4 separate regions of the Mus musculus genome follow, and all the other regions are linked to region 1. A link is a contact called in public HiChIP or PLAC-seq and promoter capture Hi-C data. All regions are on one chromosome and are shown on one strand. The core of a region is the stretch at or near the end of the contact, and the rest is flanking DNA. Distances in the headings are between cores, read along the strand shown.

The links. Promoter capture Hi-C pulls out the DNA fragments that hold promoters and counts their contacts. HiChIP or PLAC-seq counts read pairs in DNA pulled down with a chosen protein or histone mark.
Region 2: a promoter capture Hi-C map of liver shows a contact between it and region 1, with 3 times the contacts expected there. The contact joins the promoter of Fbxl16 here to the promoter of Ggnbp1 in region 1. A contact is called at or near these places in 3 of 39 promoter capture datasets (liver and pre-B cells) and 1 of 115 datasets of contacts at active chromatin or transcription factors (pancreatic cancer cells).
Region 3: a contact with region 1 is called in an HNF4G HiChIP or PLAC-seq map of pancreatic cancer cells. The contact joins the promoter of Ppard here to the promoter of Ggnbp1 in region 1. A contact is called at or near these places in 2 of 115 datasets of contacts at active chromatin or transcription factors (embryonic stem cells and pancreatic cancer cells).
Region 4: a contact with region 1 is called in a promoter capture Hi-C map of liver, with 2.9 times the contacts expected there. The contact joins the promoter of 1700022N22Rik here to the promoter of Ggnbp1 in region 1. A contact is called at or near these places in 2 of 39 promoter capture datasets (hippocampal neurons and liver).

The regions. Positions count from the first base shown.
Region 1 is chr17:27,027,177-27,030,791 of GRCm38.p6, reverse strand. Ggnbp1 (gametogenetin binding protein 1) reads right to left here and starts at 1,533. Exons shown (of 6, transcript NM_027544.2): 1 at 846-1,533; 2 at 1-116. The coding sequence starts at 1,333. It overlaps Bak1 (BCL2-antagonist/killer 1), which reads left to right and starts at 2,165. Exons shown (of 6, transcript NM_007523.3): 1 at 2,165-2,381.
Region 2 is chr17:25,807,269-25,810,883 of GRCm38.p6, reverse strand. Fbxl16 (F-box and leucine-rich repeat protein 16) reads right to left here and starts at 1,785. Exons shown (of 6, transcript NM_001164225.2): 1 at 1,498-1,785.
Region 3 is chr17:28,231,114-28,234,728 of GRCm38.p6, reverse strand. It overlaps Ppard (peroxisome proliferator activator receptor delta), which reads right to left and starts at 1,975. Exons shown (of 8, transcript NM_011145.3): 1 at 1,865-1,975.
Region 4 is chr17:25,984,088-25,987,702 of GRCm38.p6, reverse strand. 1700022N22Rik (RIKEN cDNA 1700022N22 gene) reads right to left here and starts at 1,873. Exons shown (of 2, transcript NR_166913.2): 1 at 1,667-1,873. It overlaps Capn15 (calpain 15), which reads left to right and starts at 1,829. Exons shown (of 12, transcript NM_001347334.1): 1 at 1,829-2,232.

The DNA.
Region 1 (3,615 bases), core at 284-2,783:
TTGGGCAGTGTTCATCCTCTTCCTCCTTGATGAAGGCCCCAGGGGTGAGCGCCAGTGGTCCCGGAACCCACTGTAAGCATCCTTGTTCTGTCTCCAGGGCCTGGCCAAAATGCTCCCTAAACCCAAAGCCACAGTCAGGTGGGGTCAGGGGACACCCACAAATGTGGCCTGACTCTACCTTGAGTCTCTCCACGGACCTGCTCTGTTCCCTGGGATAGCTAACAGAGGGGTTTCCCTACCACCTCTGGGGGACATAGGATGTGGGGAGCTAGGCACCTTCCAGACAGGGAACTGCTGCTAAGACCAGTGGGAGAGAAAGCCAGGCAGGAAAGTAGGGGTACAGGCTGGAGCAGAGCCTACTTCAGCGTACTTCTGTCCAGACTCTAGTGCACCCTTCCTAGCCTCTAGGATATTTTCTTTGGTTGTTCTTTGTTTTTTCAAGACAAGATACCCCTCGGTGTGGCCCTAGCTGTAGACCAGGCTGGCCTCAAATGCAGAGATCTGCCTGCCTCTGCCTCCTGAGTGCTGGGATGAAAGATGTGTGCCACCAATGTGTTTTGTTGTGCTGGGGACTAAACCCAGGCCTGGACCGTGCTAGGCAGGCGGTACTCCACTCTGAAGCCACACCTCAGTTCCCAGCCACTCCTCACACAGCCCTGTTTGCTGACCCTCCCTCCCTTGGGACCCTTAACTGTCCCTCATGGCTTTCACTATTCAGGACCCCTTACCCCAGCCCATTACAGCTGTGGGCTTCTAGTCATGGCCCTCATGCCTGCATCCTCCTTCTGTTCTAGCTAGATCAGGCTACCCCACCAGCCCTAGCACCAGCAGCACCAGCCCCTCACCTGTCTGAGGCCCCGGAGACCTCCCCTACTGGCTCCTCCTCCTCTCCTTTCTTCTCAGGTAGCTGCTCCAGAACCTCCCAGGTTCCTCTGAGAGGAACTGATGTTACCTCAACACCCTGGGCCCTTAGCTTCGGGACATCCTTGGAGGTGAGGGTCTGGGACCCTGAGTCCCCAGTGCCCAGCTCAAAGGCATCATGCCTCGGGTTGGAGGGAGCTGCAGAGAGAACCCTGGGCGGGGGCTCCCTCTTCCCATTAGAGGAAGCTGCAGAGTGGACCTTGGCCCGGGGCTCCTTCCTCCCACGACCTCCCTGGTGGCCCATCATTGGGGAGACAACATCTTGCTCCCATGAGGAGCTGGGCTGGCTCCTGGTCAGGGGCTTGTTAGTGCTCTTAGAACCGCCCTTACTCCCCACCAGGTTTCGGAGAAAGCGCAGCATGGAGGAGCAGCCTAAGATCCGTGACCGAGGGGTCCGCGCCGGGGCTGCCATCCTGAGTGGGACCCCGACTCAGGGAGAAGCCATGGCAGCCAGCCCAGGACCAACTGCTAGCAGAAACCTCCAGTTGGAAACTTCCAGAAGTTCTAGAAGGCAAAGAGGAGGTGGGGGTGGGGGGAGGCTATAACTGGAGGCTGGTGGGGGGGGGTCTACTGGAAGGAAAGCGGGTAGAGGGGTAGAGGGAGCTAGCCAGGGTCCAGCTCAGCAGGTCTCAGAGGAAGGCTGGAGATTGAGGGATGGTGAGACATAACACAACAGCACCCACAGGCTGTGGAAGCCTGGCTGAAGGCAGATAGGGCGGCCGGGGGGGGGGGGGAGGAGGGTGCACACGCTGAGAACAGGACATCATATGCTCCTGTCTATCCATAAACTCCTGTTTACTCTGGGTTTGAGATCAGTCCCTGCAGCTGCCAGGCTGCAGGGATCTAGGACAGCACAAATTCTGAGCTGCCCCTCCTCCTCCTCTTCTTCCTCCCCTTCCCCCTCCTCCTCCTCTCTTTTAGGGTGTTAGTAGCACAGGCTGGCCTCTATTTCATGATCCTCCTGCTTCAGCCTCTTGAACGCTGGGACTGCAGGTCAGCTCATCCTGGTTTTTGTTGTTGTCTGTGGTTTGCTTTTCACTAGAGGGAGAAGATGGAAGAGGAGGCCCGGGAATCAGAGACAGGAAAGGCAGAAAACAGAACGCTTTTCCCCTTGGCTGGGACAGGGCAGGCAGGGGAGGCTGTAGCTGCTTCCAAGCCCGGCCGAGGACCTTCCCCTAAGCAGCAGCCTCCCTGAGCGCCTGCATCCGGCGGCCACCGAGAACTTCCTCTAGAGGGAGCTGGTCATTGCCGGGAGCTGGGACCTCCTCTATGGTCACAAAGTCGCGAGGTTTCCTGGGCCAAGAGGCAACCCGAGGCGGCATCCAGCACCATGAATCCACTGATACCAGTTCCTGCCAGTCAGGCCTGAAACCTTGGCCCCTGGAAGCAGCCAGCAAGCCCTTCGGGGTCTTCGTCTTTGCACGGCTGAGCCATCCCACATCTGGAGCAGAGTCATTCAGGTACACGGGCAGCCAGTGCCAAATCCCACCGTCCTAATCCTGGGCAATTCTGGCCCAGGGTGGGGCAGAAACCTCCATCGGCAACCCGGTGAGGAGGGAGGCCTTGATGTGGCTTCCCTGGGAGGTTCTGAAAGGGAAGCTGCAGGCATGGTTCACACAGGGCCTCTGGCTATACATCAGAAGCGCCCCTTCCTGCCCGGTTCTGGTGGCCCTGGACTTTTATGTGGAAGGAGGGGAGGGTCAAGGTCATGAACAGAGACAGAAATTATACGGTTGATACTCCCTGCTGTACCAGGACACGGACAGTCCTCCCCCAGAATGATTCTAGGTACAGCCTAGTGGTCGGTTGTGAGGAACATGCATCCTGGGCCCAGCCAGTGGACATAATGGGAAGTCAAGGCGACTTGGATGGGGGCCAGGTGGGCCAGGGCAGCACTGGCTGTGGAGGGCTTTTCTGAGACTCTTCCTGCTCTCTAACAGTAAGCCTCCAGGGTGGTGTTATTATTACTATTATTATTTTGAGAGAGAGAGATGTGGATGAAGTCAGCGTCCCCTGGCCCTGCTGGCCTGGGATTACAAGGTACCAGGAAGAGCACCCTATCCCGGAAGGAGCCGTTGGGTAGACTATGCCCAGCAGAGGGTTGTCTTGATGAGGCCTGGCTCTCAGGGATGGCAAGAGGAGGGTCTGTCTGCTCACCCTGTCTCCATCAATGAAGAGGGAGGTGAAGGGGAGCCGGCCCTCCCCCACCCCTTTTCAAAGAGTGCTTCCTGCAGTGATGGAGGTGGCCCACATAGGGGTGGGAACTCTTGAAAGGGTGCAAACTGAAAGTGAAAGGTCTTGCCTCAGGAACTAACCGAACTCTGAGACAGGTCAAAGAGGAAAACGGGCTTGGGTGTGGCTATAACACCAGCCAGCCAATGGCTGAGTCAGGAGGATCAGGGATACAAGACTTTCCTCAGGCTGCCTAGAGGGAACCTGTCTGAAATGAACAAATAGACAGGTAGGTAGGTAGATAAATAAACCAATAACCAAAGAAGACAGCACCAAAGAGTATGGTGTGATTTGGCACACTGTGTGCTGTAGCAGTGAGGTACACTGGGGAGACTGTGAGAGACCCCAGCTCACTTCCAAGCAGTGGTTGGAAGGAGAGGTGCCCTGGGGACAAACTGTGAAATAAGCCCTGAGACTTTGTCTCAAAAATAAAAAATTCTGGGCCAGTGAGATAGCTCAGCA
Region 2 (3,615 bases), core at 536-3,035, 1.2 Mb after region 1:
CTAATGGGGACAGTTCAGGGCTGCTCACTGACCTCCTGACCTTGCTTTGCTGCCTTCCCCCCCCCCCCAGTGCCAGTCCCGGAAGGTTCATCAGTGACTCTCAGAGGTGAAGGCTTATGGTCAGGAAGGTTGAGTGATGCCCACCAGAAGCCCCTTCTAGTGCCTCTGAAATAGAGAGCCCAATCTCTCAGGGCTACCTAGATGCACTTGTTTTAACTTCATCAGTGCGAGACGGGACCTGTTCAGGTGTATTTGGGAGAACAGGTGAGTGCATACGTGTCCTGGACTTACAGTATGGGTGACTGGGGAGGCAAATAGTGAGGGTGGCAGGAAATGAGGCTGCTGAATCTTGGGCTATCTCAACATCACCCACGTTTTCAACCTTGACTTTCCCTCTCTTCTCCCAATGGCTCCCAGCCCGGCCCTCAGGCCACGTCTAGGCAGGAAATCGAGGCTCCACCATGCCTCTGACCTGATCTAGGCAGCCCCTAATCATCCAGGCTCCTGTCCCAACACCGGCCCCCCCCCCGCCCCTCCCCCCTGCTGCGATGAGGCTGCTGTCCAGCACTTCATCAAAGTGTTGGGCTGGAACAGAGGGTCCCGTGTCCCGAAGGGGCAGCAGGGAGGCCTGAGAAGACCCTGGTCAGTGGGCCCTGGGACAAGATGGCAGTGGAAGTCGGGCCTCCAGGAGGGAGCAGGTGAAGTGGCATCTGCCATCTGCTCCTGGGAGGTCAGCTGCTGGCTCGGGCTGGGAGGGGCTAGCAGGAGGGCTGCTAGGCCAGATCCAGGCCTCAACAGTGCAGCCTTCTCTCCTGGGATGACGGGTGGGGAGGATCCCCCACTGACTAACATCCTAGAAGGACATGGAAGCCCTGCTCAGCAATCTCAGGATGCCCATTCCCCATTTTGAAGCCTTCCAATCTTGGCCAAGGCCCATTTTCTTTTTCTAGAACCAAAGACATGCCAGCCCACTCCCTGGTATAGAGCTGTGGGCGGCAGCTCTATACCAGCTCATGTCCAGAAGGCGTCCAGGACCCCTAGGCCACATATCCACATGGCTCCTCCCTTTTAATTGTATCAACACCTGTCACGTCCTCCAGTCCGCCGGAGGCTCATAGGGCTGGAGTGGGGAGAGCCCAGAGCCAAGCCAGAAGGAGTGGGGGCTGACGGCCTGCAGTTCCGCGTCCTCGCAGCCACCGTGCTTCCTCTCAGCAATTCCGTGGTACGGAGATACAGCCTGACCGCGCTGCCGGTAGCGAGCGGGGCGCAATCAGGCCGGCCACTAGGGTTAGGGGCTGCGGAACCGCTGGCTCAGCGGCCGAAGGGTGAGGTGGGGAAGGGGCTGCGATTACGTAAGCCCTGCTCAGGCGGCGGCGGCCGCGGCGCAGTCCCAAGTCCCCACCCCGCCCCCTCCTCATTGTAGCCTTCGCGGAGGCAGTGGCTCGACCTGGACCCTCCCCTCCCCGCAGCCTGGCCGCGCGCGCACACACACCTTACCTCGGCCAGGGCTTCTGGCTCATGCCACGCTGTCCGCCGGGCGACCTCGCGTCATGGGGAGCTCAGCACCCGAGCCGCCTAGCGCGGAGGCGGCCGAGGTGCTGGACTGGCTAGCAGGGCCCGACTGCGCCCCGCGCCCGGCGCCCCGCGCCAGGGCCCTCTCCGCAGAGTTCCGAGCGGAGCTCCCCGGTGGGAGAGGATCTGCCGCCCTGAGCCTCCCACCGGGGAGGCTGAGGCTGTGCCCAGATAAATAAGGCCGCTTTGCAGGGAACCCGGCGGGCGCCTCCTCCCTCCCCTTCCCCTCCTCCCTGCGCTCCTCCTCCGCGCTCCTCCCCGCGCTCCTCCGCGGCCGCCGCCGGCGCCGCGCGTGCCCCCCGCCCGGCCCTAAGAGCCGCGCCCTCGCGCGCTCCCGGCGTCCGGACCAATCCGGGTTCTAGAGCCAGGCTGAGGTGTCGAGAATCCCCAACCCCGCCCCGCTCCTCTCCGCGCGCTCCCGGTGCGGTACCGACGGGCACGCGCCAGGCGGCAGCACCCGCTCAGCGGCCGGTGTTCGCACAATAACAAACCCCGTAGGCCGCGCGGCCGAAGAGCAGCTTCGAGTGTCCCATCTGCACAAAGTGGTGGCGACCCAGAATCTTGCCAGCTGAGGAGAATTGCGGTCCTTGGCGCGAGCGGTTGGCAGTGGGGTTCCGGATCCTGCGCAGATGCAACTGGCCCTATGTGCCCTTGCTTGGATTGCCACCTGTGAGGGCGAGGAAAGAGAAGCCGAGTGGAGACATCGACATCGTCGCACCTCCACACACACACACACACACCCTCCTTATGGCCCCTAGGATTCATATCCCTTCCGATCCTGTTGCGAGTCAGGCAGAAGAATCCCTGTTCTGGGTGACATAGTCACACACTTGCAAGCAAGTGACTAAAGCAAGCGTCAATGAAAACACAAGACAGTGGAGTGATAGTGGGGAGGGGTTACTTCTGACAATGTCACAAATGATCTGAGACGCCCTCTCTGTCCCCATAGCACTTGGTAGGAATGGTTCGAGAATCGACCTGCCTTATGGAGTTCCACAGGTTCGCTCTGAGATGAAGTAGAGGTCAGGTGGTGGCAGCCTGTATGGACCAGGGAGGGTGGTTTGTGTAAAAGGACCCATTAAGGGCTGCTGGAGAGCCAGACCTCTCAGCAGGCTAAAGGGACCCCAATCTGGGTCTCTCTTGAGACCAGAAACAGCAGATGTTGGGACAGCAGAGTAGCGTCTTGGAAGAGAAGGAGCTTCAGGGTGGAATGTCCTCAGATGAGACCAACTGCTGTGGAGATGGGAGGTCTGTCTCCTGGGAATGATGTGAGGCCTAGGGGCAATAAGAAAGGGAAGTAAGCTGTATCCTAGCTGGTGTGTGTGTGTGTGTGTGTGTGTGTGTGTGTGTGTGTGTGTGTGTGTGTGTGGTGTATGATCATATATGTGAAGGTGCAAATAGAAGTTAGAGGGCAGTCTCAGGTATTTCTTAGGCAGTGTGTGTGAGTGAGTATATGTGTGTGTGTGTGTGTGTGAGAGAGAGAGAGAGAGAAAGAGAGAGAGAGAGAGAGAGAGAGAGAGAGAGAGAGAGAGAGAGAGAGAGAGAGAGGAGAGAGAGACTGATATTAGAATCCTCTTCTACCAGTCTTTAAAAAAATTATATATTTTATGTATGTGAGTATACCATGGCTATCTTCAGACACACCACAAGAGGGCGTCAGATCCCACTACAGATGGTTGTGAGCCACCAGGTGATTGCTGGGATTTGAACTCAGGACCTTTTGCTCAGGTTAAGCAGTCAGTGCTCTTAACCACTGAGCCATCTTGCCAGTCTGTCTTCTACCACTCTTTACCCTGTTTTGTCTTTTCTTTTTTTCTTTTCTTTTTTTTAATGGTTTTAGAGCTTTATCGTTAAAAGGAAGGGAGAAAGAGAGGAGGTAGAAAGAGGGAGAGAGAGCGGCCATGGCCACATAAAGAGAGGGGGAAAAAGAGAGAGATGGAAGAAGGGCTAGAGAGTAAAGTAAAAAAGGGTGAGAGCTTGAAGAGCTATCCTGATTTTTCTTTTCTTTTCTTTTTTGAGACATTTATACTGGACTGCCTGACC
Region 3 (3,615 bases), core at 726-3,225, 1.2 Mb before region 1:
AGTGGGTCAGACTTCCAGAGCCTTCAAAGATAAATATATGTTCTCTCCTGAGGATGACTCCAGGGACCCAAGGCAAACAAAGAGGCTCAACTCTGCATACAACTGAGCTGTGCCTGGAAGCAGACAGCCCAAGTTCCTTTGCAAGGCCTCACTGGTGCAATCCCTCGACCTGCCCAGGCAGATACCAAGGCAATACCCCAGACCACACCTGGGCAAAGGGAAGAAACGTCAGCTGCCTCTCCCAGCCTCAGTAAATACAGATGCCCAGGAAACGGAAGGAAAAAGGGCACCGAGGAACCATGCCCAGTGACCAACACAAGAGGCACATTCCGTCAGTGAAAGACAGGAGGTAAACTCAGTCGCTGGACCAAGACCCCAAGATTAAGGGAACAGATGCCCAACAGCCCCAGGGCTAGCAGGCCCACAATCCATTGAAAAACTAAAACGGGAATGTATTCTGGGGCTGGTGAAGTGGCTCAGGACGTAAAGGTGGTTGTCATCATACCTTAATGACCCGAGTCTATTTCCAGGAACCACAATATCGAATGAGAGAGCCACCTCCCAACTCCAGTAAGCTGTGCTCTGACCTACACCCCACCCCACATCCACACCCCACAGAAATAAATAAATGTAACTTGTAAGCAAACATTCTAGAGCCAGTACAGGGAGGAAAAACCAAGTTTAAAACCAAGGGCAGGGCTGGTGAGATGGCTCAGTGGGTAAGAGGTACCCGACTGCTCTTCCAAAGGTCCGGAGTTCAAATCCCAGCAACCACATGGTGGCTCACAACCATCCGTAACGAGATCTGACACCCTCTTCTGGTGTGTCTGAAGACAGCTACAGTGTACTTACATATAATAAATAAATCTTTAAAAAAAAAAAAAAAAAAAACCAAGGGCATAGCTTCTGCTCTTAGCTGTATGGAAAAGGGCAGTGCGTGGAAGGCACCGTATCATGGTTTAAATACATTCCATAATATCCCAAATGAGTCCTGTTTCCTGAAAGGGTGAAAAGAGTTATATGAAGCCTCTGGCTACCCCTGGCACACACCCAACTCAGAGCCGTCTCCCCCAAGGGTTCCTGGAAGTCAACAGACTCATAAAGGGGAAGTATTATAAAGCTGAGATTACGAGGGCCTACCAACTGGCCATCCCTCCCAATACAACACCCAGTGAAACCTGTGACCCGAACAAATCTGGTCAAGCTGGCGCTCAACACCCCACTCCCAGCTCAACTGAAGGTGAAACGGAAGCCTATCGTGCACCTCTGGGTTCTCCTCAAGCAGAGGCATAAAAAAAAAAAAAAAAAAAACTAGAAGCGAGGCAGTCGGGTGACAGGAGGTGAAAAGGACAGGAGATGAGAGCTGAGCCTAAGTGGGGCCTCTGCCGGTAGCCAGGATAGAAGGGGCTCGGATAAACCGGACTGGCTCACAACATCCTAAAGAAGATGGGGAGGGATAGGGCAACCCGAAAACGGGTCAGAGAGGAGGAGAGCACTGACCGACAGGGCAAGGATGGAAGGCTATCGAGGGAGGCAGGAAGGATCTCCAAGGAGGGCCTGGGTAGCGGGACAGCAAGGGAGGCGCTCAGAAAGGGGGTCAGAAGGGAGGTGACATGGGGTTCTTTGGAATTGAGAGGAGATGAAGCCACGGGGCTTTAGAGGGATCAGGGTGGGTGGGAGGAGGGAGGGAGGCCGGCTCCGAGCAACCACAGGGGTCCCTGCGGTGGAGACCCCAGCGGTGGCTCCTCAGCGCGCAAGCCGAGCATAGACGAGCCGCAGAGGCGCGGAAAGCGGCTCTCGGAGCCCCTGACCCCACCATCCACCTCAGCCCGGGCCGCGCTGGCCTCTCCCGATCCGCACGGACCTGTCCCGGCCGCCTCTCGCGCCGCTGCCGCCGTCCCGCAGGCTCCGCAGAATCCCCCAGCTCCTGCCAAAACTTTTCCCATTAATCCCCAGGTCCGCCGCGGCCTGCGGCGTCACACGCTCCCAGCCCCGGCGCCGCCCCCAGCCCCGTGATGTCACCGCGCCGCTGGCTCCCTCCCCCACAACTAAGCACTCGCCCCCGCCCCCTTCCGCCATAGCAGTAGCCAATCGCCGCGCCGCCTGGAGCCACTCCTTTGACAGCCATCGCTCCGCCCACTGCACAGCTGCCCTGGCGCGTCTGCAGCGCCCTCTGCAGTCAGACGTGGGAGCAGCAGCTGAGGAAAGCGCTGGGGAGAAGTTAGGGCTGGTCAAAGCAAGCCTCACGAAACGATATTTAAAGCTTTAAAGCGCGGAAAGAAGGTGGAGGTCATCTAATACAACCTCCTCACTCTTCCTGAGAAGAAACTAGGCATAGACTTGTGTGGTTTGAAGCAAGAAGCAAAGCTAAGGGCGGTGGGGGAAGGAATAGAGGCAAACTGTAATTTTCAGAGGCGCTTGGGAGAGGCATATGGTGGGAGACTTGGGAATGAAAATACAGACGCATACGTTTTACAAAATATCTATTTTTATATGTCAGAGTGTTTTGTCTGCATGTCTGTCTCTGCACCATGTGCGTTCAGTGCCTGCAGAGTCTGGAAGAAGGCGTTGGATCCCCTGGAAGTGGAGTTACAATGGAGAACTTCCATGTAGATGCTGGGAAGCGAGCCTCTTCAAGAGTAGCAAGCGCGATCTTCACCACTGAAGCATCTCTTCAGCACCCCCAATTTTTTAACTGGTGGCTAGTTCAATGGCTCAACGGGTCATCGCTTTGTCTCCAAGCCTGAAGACTTGAGTTCAGTCCCTGGGACTGCCTCCTGAAGGTTATCTTCCAATCTCTACACACCGCATGTGCACTTTCATATACACCCACACAAGAAAAAAGAAAGATCTGGAAGGCATGATGGCACTCTAACTCCAGCACTCAGGAGGTAGAGGACCCGTTTGAGGTCATTTTTAGCAATGGAGAAAGTTTTGGGCCAGCCTGTGCTTATAGGCCTTGTGAAGCCAAATAGAAAACAAATTTTAAAAGAACTTTTCTCCCACTTGAGATTTCTGTCGCTGGATGTCAGGGACCAGACAAGACAAGAACTCTGTACCTGGGCTTGCCTGTCACCCCAACTCATCATATACCACAGAGAGTATGTAGCCAGAAGGCAATCTGTCACTGGCTGGTTTCATCATCCTAGAATGAACAAAACTTGGCTGGCAGGAAAGTCAGCAGGCACCTCCCTCCTCCACACCGCCATTAAAGGTCACCTCTGCCCGGTCTGGCACTCCTTACAGTGCATCCTTAGCTCGCTGGATTGGAGAACCCCACACCACTTTTTTTCTGCTTTGTTTTCGAGTGTGTGTGTCTGTGTGTGTGTGTGTGCGCGTGCGCACGTGCGCGTGTGCACTTGGAGGACAGAGAAGGGTACTGTGTGTCTTCCAAGGATAGGTTTCCACGGTTTTCCTTTGAGGCCTGGTCTCCTGATGCATGCACGAGCGGTTCTGGTTTGGTGGGATAGGCTGTCAGCCATCAAGCCTGGGCTATCCTGGTTCTGCAATTACAGGAATTCACAGGACCACACCCTGCTTTTCCCTGTGTGTCGGGATCTGAACGCTGGCTGCTCTGCGTGAACAGCAGAGGCGCTTAACTTTCCTGCTCTCTCC
Region 4 (3,615 bases), core at 624-3,123, 1.0 Mb after region 1:
ACCTGCCAGTCCTGTCTAAAGCTTTCTGGGTGTTCACCCAATGGGGACCTTGACTCTGTAATAGCTTCTGAGTCTTACTAAACCTAGGTTTTCACGCGTGCTAGGCAAGCACTAGCTGCACTGTGGCTGCAGTATGCACCTTTATAAGTGTACCTTTGTGTTTTGTTTATTGAGACAGGGTCTTATGTGATTCGGCCTCAAAACTTGGAGAGATCTGCCTGCCTCTGCCTCCCAAGTGCAAGAGCTGTGATTAAAGGAGTGCACCATCTTGACCCACCCCTCTACTTTTTGAGACAAAACCTTGAACTTTCTAGCCCAGGTCAACTTTGAACTCATGACCCTCCTGCCTCAGTCTCCTTAGCAACTATGCAACTATACCTAAGCAACTATACCTTTGTAGCTGTGGCCCCAAAACTATGAGGAATAGTGTTGGGTCCCATCTGCTCAAGAGTCAGGGTGGTTGATCTATGGCTTCTGTCCCTGCAAAGCTCTCTCTGCCCTTCTTGACCTCTGCAGGGTGTCCTGTGGTCTGTGCACTCAACAGGGTGTCTGTCTTCTGGCCCATACTACACTAGCATAGATCAGGGCTCAGCCAACCTGGGATGATCCAGCTTTACCTGCTGTGTGATCATCTTACTTAGTGCAGTGATACATCATTGCACTAGTGATGACCCGTAGTGACCAGAGATACTGTCCTGGATCCAGCTTGGCCATTCTCCTGATCATGGGTATCACCTACTGATGAATGAGCAGTGACTTCACCACTGTCAGGGGGCTCAGGAAGACAGCCTCTGCTCCTCTCCTCTTGCCAAAATTTGGTGTCTTCCCCATTCAGGCATAGGTGTCCCCACAGCATCCTGAATTCAATGGCCAGTCTTTAGCTTTCTAGCTTCTGGAGCATGAATGATTTCCCAGAAACATTATCTGTAGTCTCTACTGAGCCAGACTCAGGTTTTCTGGGTCCGGGGGCAAATAGTACCCAATCTCTCACACAACATTCAGAGTGCCGGGTGTCCTTTTGCTATGTGCTATGTTTTTTTTTGTTTTTTGTTTTTGGTTTTTGGTTTTTGGTTGGTTTTTGGTTTGGTTTGTTTTGTTTTTTGAGACAGGGTTTCTCTGTATAGCCCTGGCTGTCCTGGAACTCACTTTGTAGACCAGACTGGCTTCGAACTCAGAAATCTGCCTGCCTCTGCCTCCCGAGTGCTGGGATTAAAGGCGTGGGCCACAACGCCCGGCTAGCAGCCTGATTCTTAGTTAGCTTTCAGTTGCAGAGGACAAGTGGCTGGAATTAAGTTAATTCGGGGGAGCCAAAGGGCTCTAATGGGAAATAGCTTGGGGGCTCTTGTGAACATAACTCAAAGGACTGCCTCAGATGCCAGTGTTTCTCTAGAAAAAGTGACGTGCCTATCTAGCACTCGAGTAAACACAGACCTCAGATGGAGTAACCTCGGAAGGAGCAGTGCCAGCACGGTTGCTGCTTCAGACCGTTGGGAAAGAAACCAGAAGTCGCTGGAAGAGGTAGAAAGCAGCCAAGGCAGCTAGGTTGGACTGTACCACCTACTGCCCCAACGCAGCAGACAACCGGTTCAGACCTTGTACAAAATCACGACCCAGACTCCCGACATCTCCCCTGGCGCAGTAACACTCGAACCCCGTGGACGCCTACCGGAGCCCAAAGCCCATCTTAAGGGGATCCTGGGAGCTGTAGTCCGTTCTCTTCCCGGATCCAGCGCGCCACATCAAACTAGCTTGGGAGTACCAACTGCATCCGTGAACTGAGCGTCTCCGGTCACGTTGGGAGGGCGAAATCTCAGGGAAAGAGTAGAGGGTAGGACCATTCATGGACTACAATTCCCGGCGTGCCTTGAGCCGCGTCGCTCTGCCCTGTGGGAGCCGTAGTCCCGGCTCCGGGTTCCCAGTGCCGCGTGCGCCCCTGACGCGCTGTAGCCTCGGGCCCCGGCTGGGCGCCACGCTACGGAAGCAGCGTAAGGCGTAGCGGGTAGGCCGGGCGGGACGGCGGGCGCTAGCTACGGAGGCGTTTGTAAGGTTGCCGGGCCGAGACGGATCTTCGCGGCCAAAACGCGCTAAGCCGGCGGAGCATCGCGGCTGGCGCGAAGGGGCCCTTGGTGCCCTCCGGTCGAAGTTGTGGGTCAACCGACTGAGGGCCGGCACTAGGGCCGCGCCCGCCTAGACCGATCGCGAGCGCTGAGGAGGCGCCGCCGGCTCGCTAAGGTGAGTTCCACGGTAGGCGGCCGGCCAGACGGCCTAGGACTCGTAGAGCTCGGCCTCAGGGCATCAGCCGGGATGCTCCATGTTTGTCCTGGGAGCAGTAGCCTGGCTTGTGGTGAGCGGGAAGGGGAGGGGGAAGCGCGCCGGAGGTGTGGGTCACTCGAGGCCAGCCTAGGAACCTCAGACGCAGGCGACCCTCGGTGCCTGCCTGTCCTTGAGTGCCCTCTTGTCCGGGGCTAAGCGTTGGCCCACTGTACGAAGGTATAGGTCGTGGGGGCACTGTCTGCAGAAACCTGCAGCTGCCTGGGGCGGCAGCAAGAGTAAAGCGTCCTGTGTGCCCCCTCATCCCACACTTCTGTTTTTGCGGGCCTGTCAGCAGGCCGAGAAAGTTACAGAGCAGCCCCTTGACAGCTGCGGGATTTTCTTTTTGTTTTCTGAAAAAGGGGCCCTTCCACGTCTGATTTGGGAACCCTGTTGTGTGGCCAGATGGTCCTTGCTAGGCTGGCTCTTAGGGTCCCTGAGTACAGATACTGAAACAGGACCGCGAAACACCTAGCCTCGAAAACAGGATAGATACCTCCTGAGTTTCAGGAGAACCTGAGAGCCTACCTGAGTGTTTGCTGCTGACCCTGCAGTTCAGCAATAAATCAGGAAGAACTGCTACTCAGTAAGAAACTGTGAGATTACCCCTCCAGTGGCAATTTCCCCTTTCCCAGTCTGGAGAACTGCAAGTCACAGATGTGGAGCTTGCCTCTTGAGTTTCTCCCTGCTTCCAGAGTCTAGCTGTCAGGGATGCGCTCAGGACCACAGTTCTGCAGTCTAGGGCAATTGTGTCTTGCTGAACAGTAGCTTGCCTCCATGGGGTAGTAGATTCTGTTTCCTTTGAGGTCCTTCTGCTCCACAGAGATGCACCCATTTCTTTTCTAACATCTAAGAATGTCTAGAGCTGTCTGACTGGTAGACAGGTCATTGACCTCCATGGAGGAAGACTTGAACCCTGCTGGATCCAAGGCTCAGAAACTGTACAACTTAACTGCAATGGAGTTATCAAAATCTCTGCTGGCCATAGTGTCTGAGAGTGGCCCTAACTCCATATCTATGTAGAAGCCTAGGTTAGTCCTCTGTGGGTAAAGGGTTCCATTGTGGCCCATCCTTGGATCCAGGCTTTGTCTACTCCCAAGCTTTCCTGGCCCCTGTTGTACATTGTCCAGGCCTTAAGGCAAAACTTGTAAGGCCCATTTTACAGATGTGGAAACTGAGGCTGTCCGTCATCCATTGACAGGAGAGGGATAGACAGAGTTCTAAGTCTCCAAACCACAAGCATTTTTTGGTCTCCTTCCACATTCTCACTGGTGGCTCTTGAGATGAGCCTTTTTGGTGACCTGA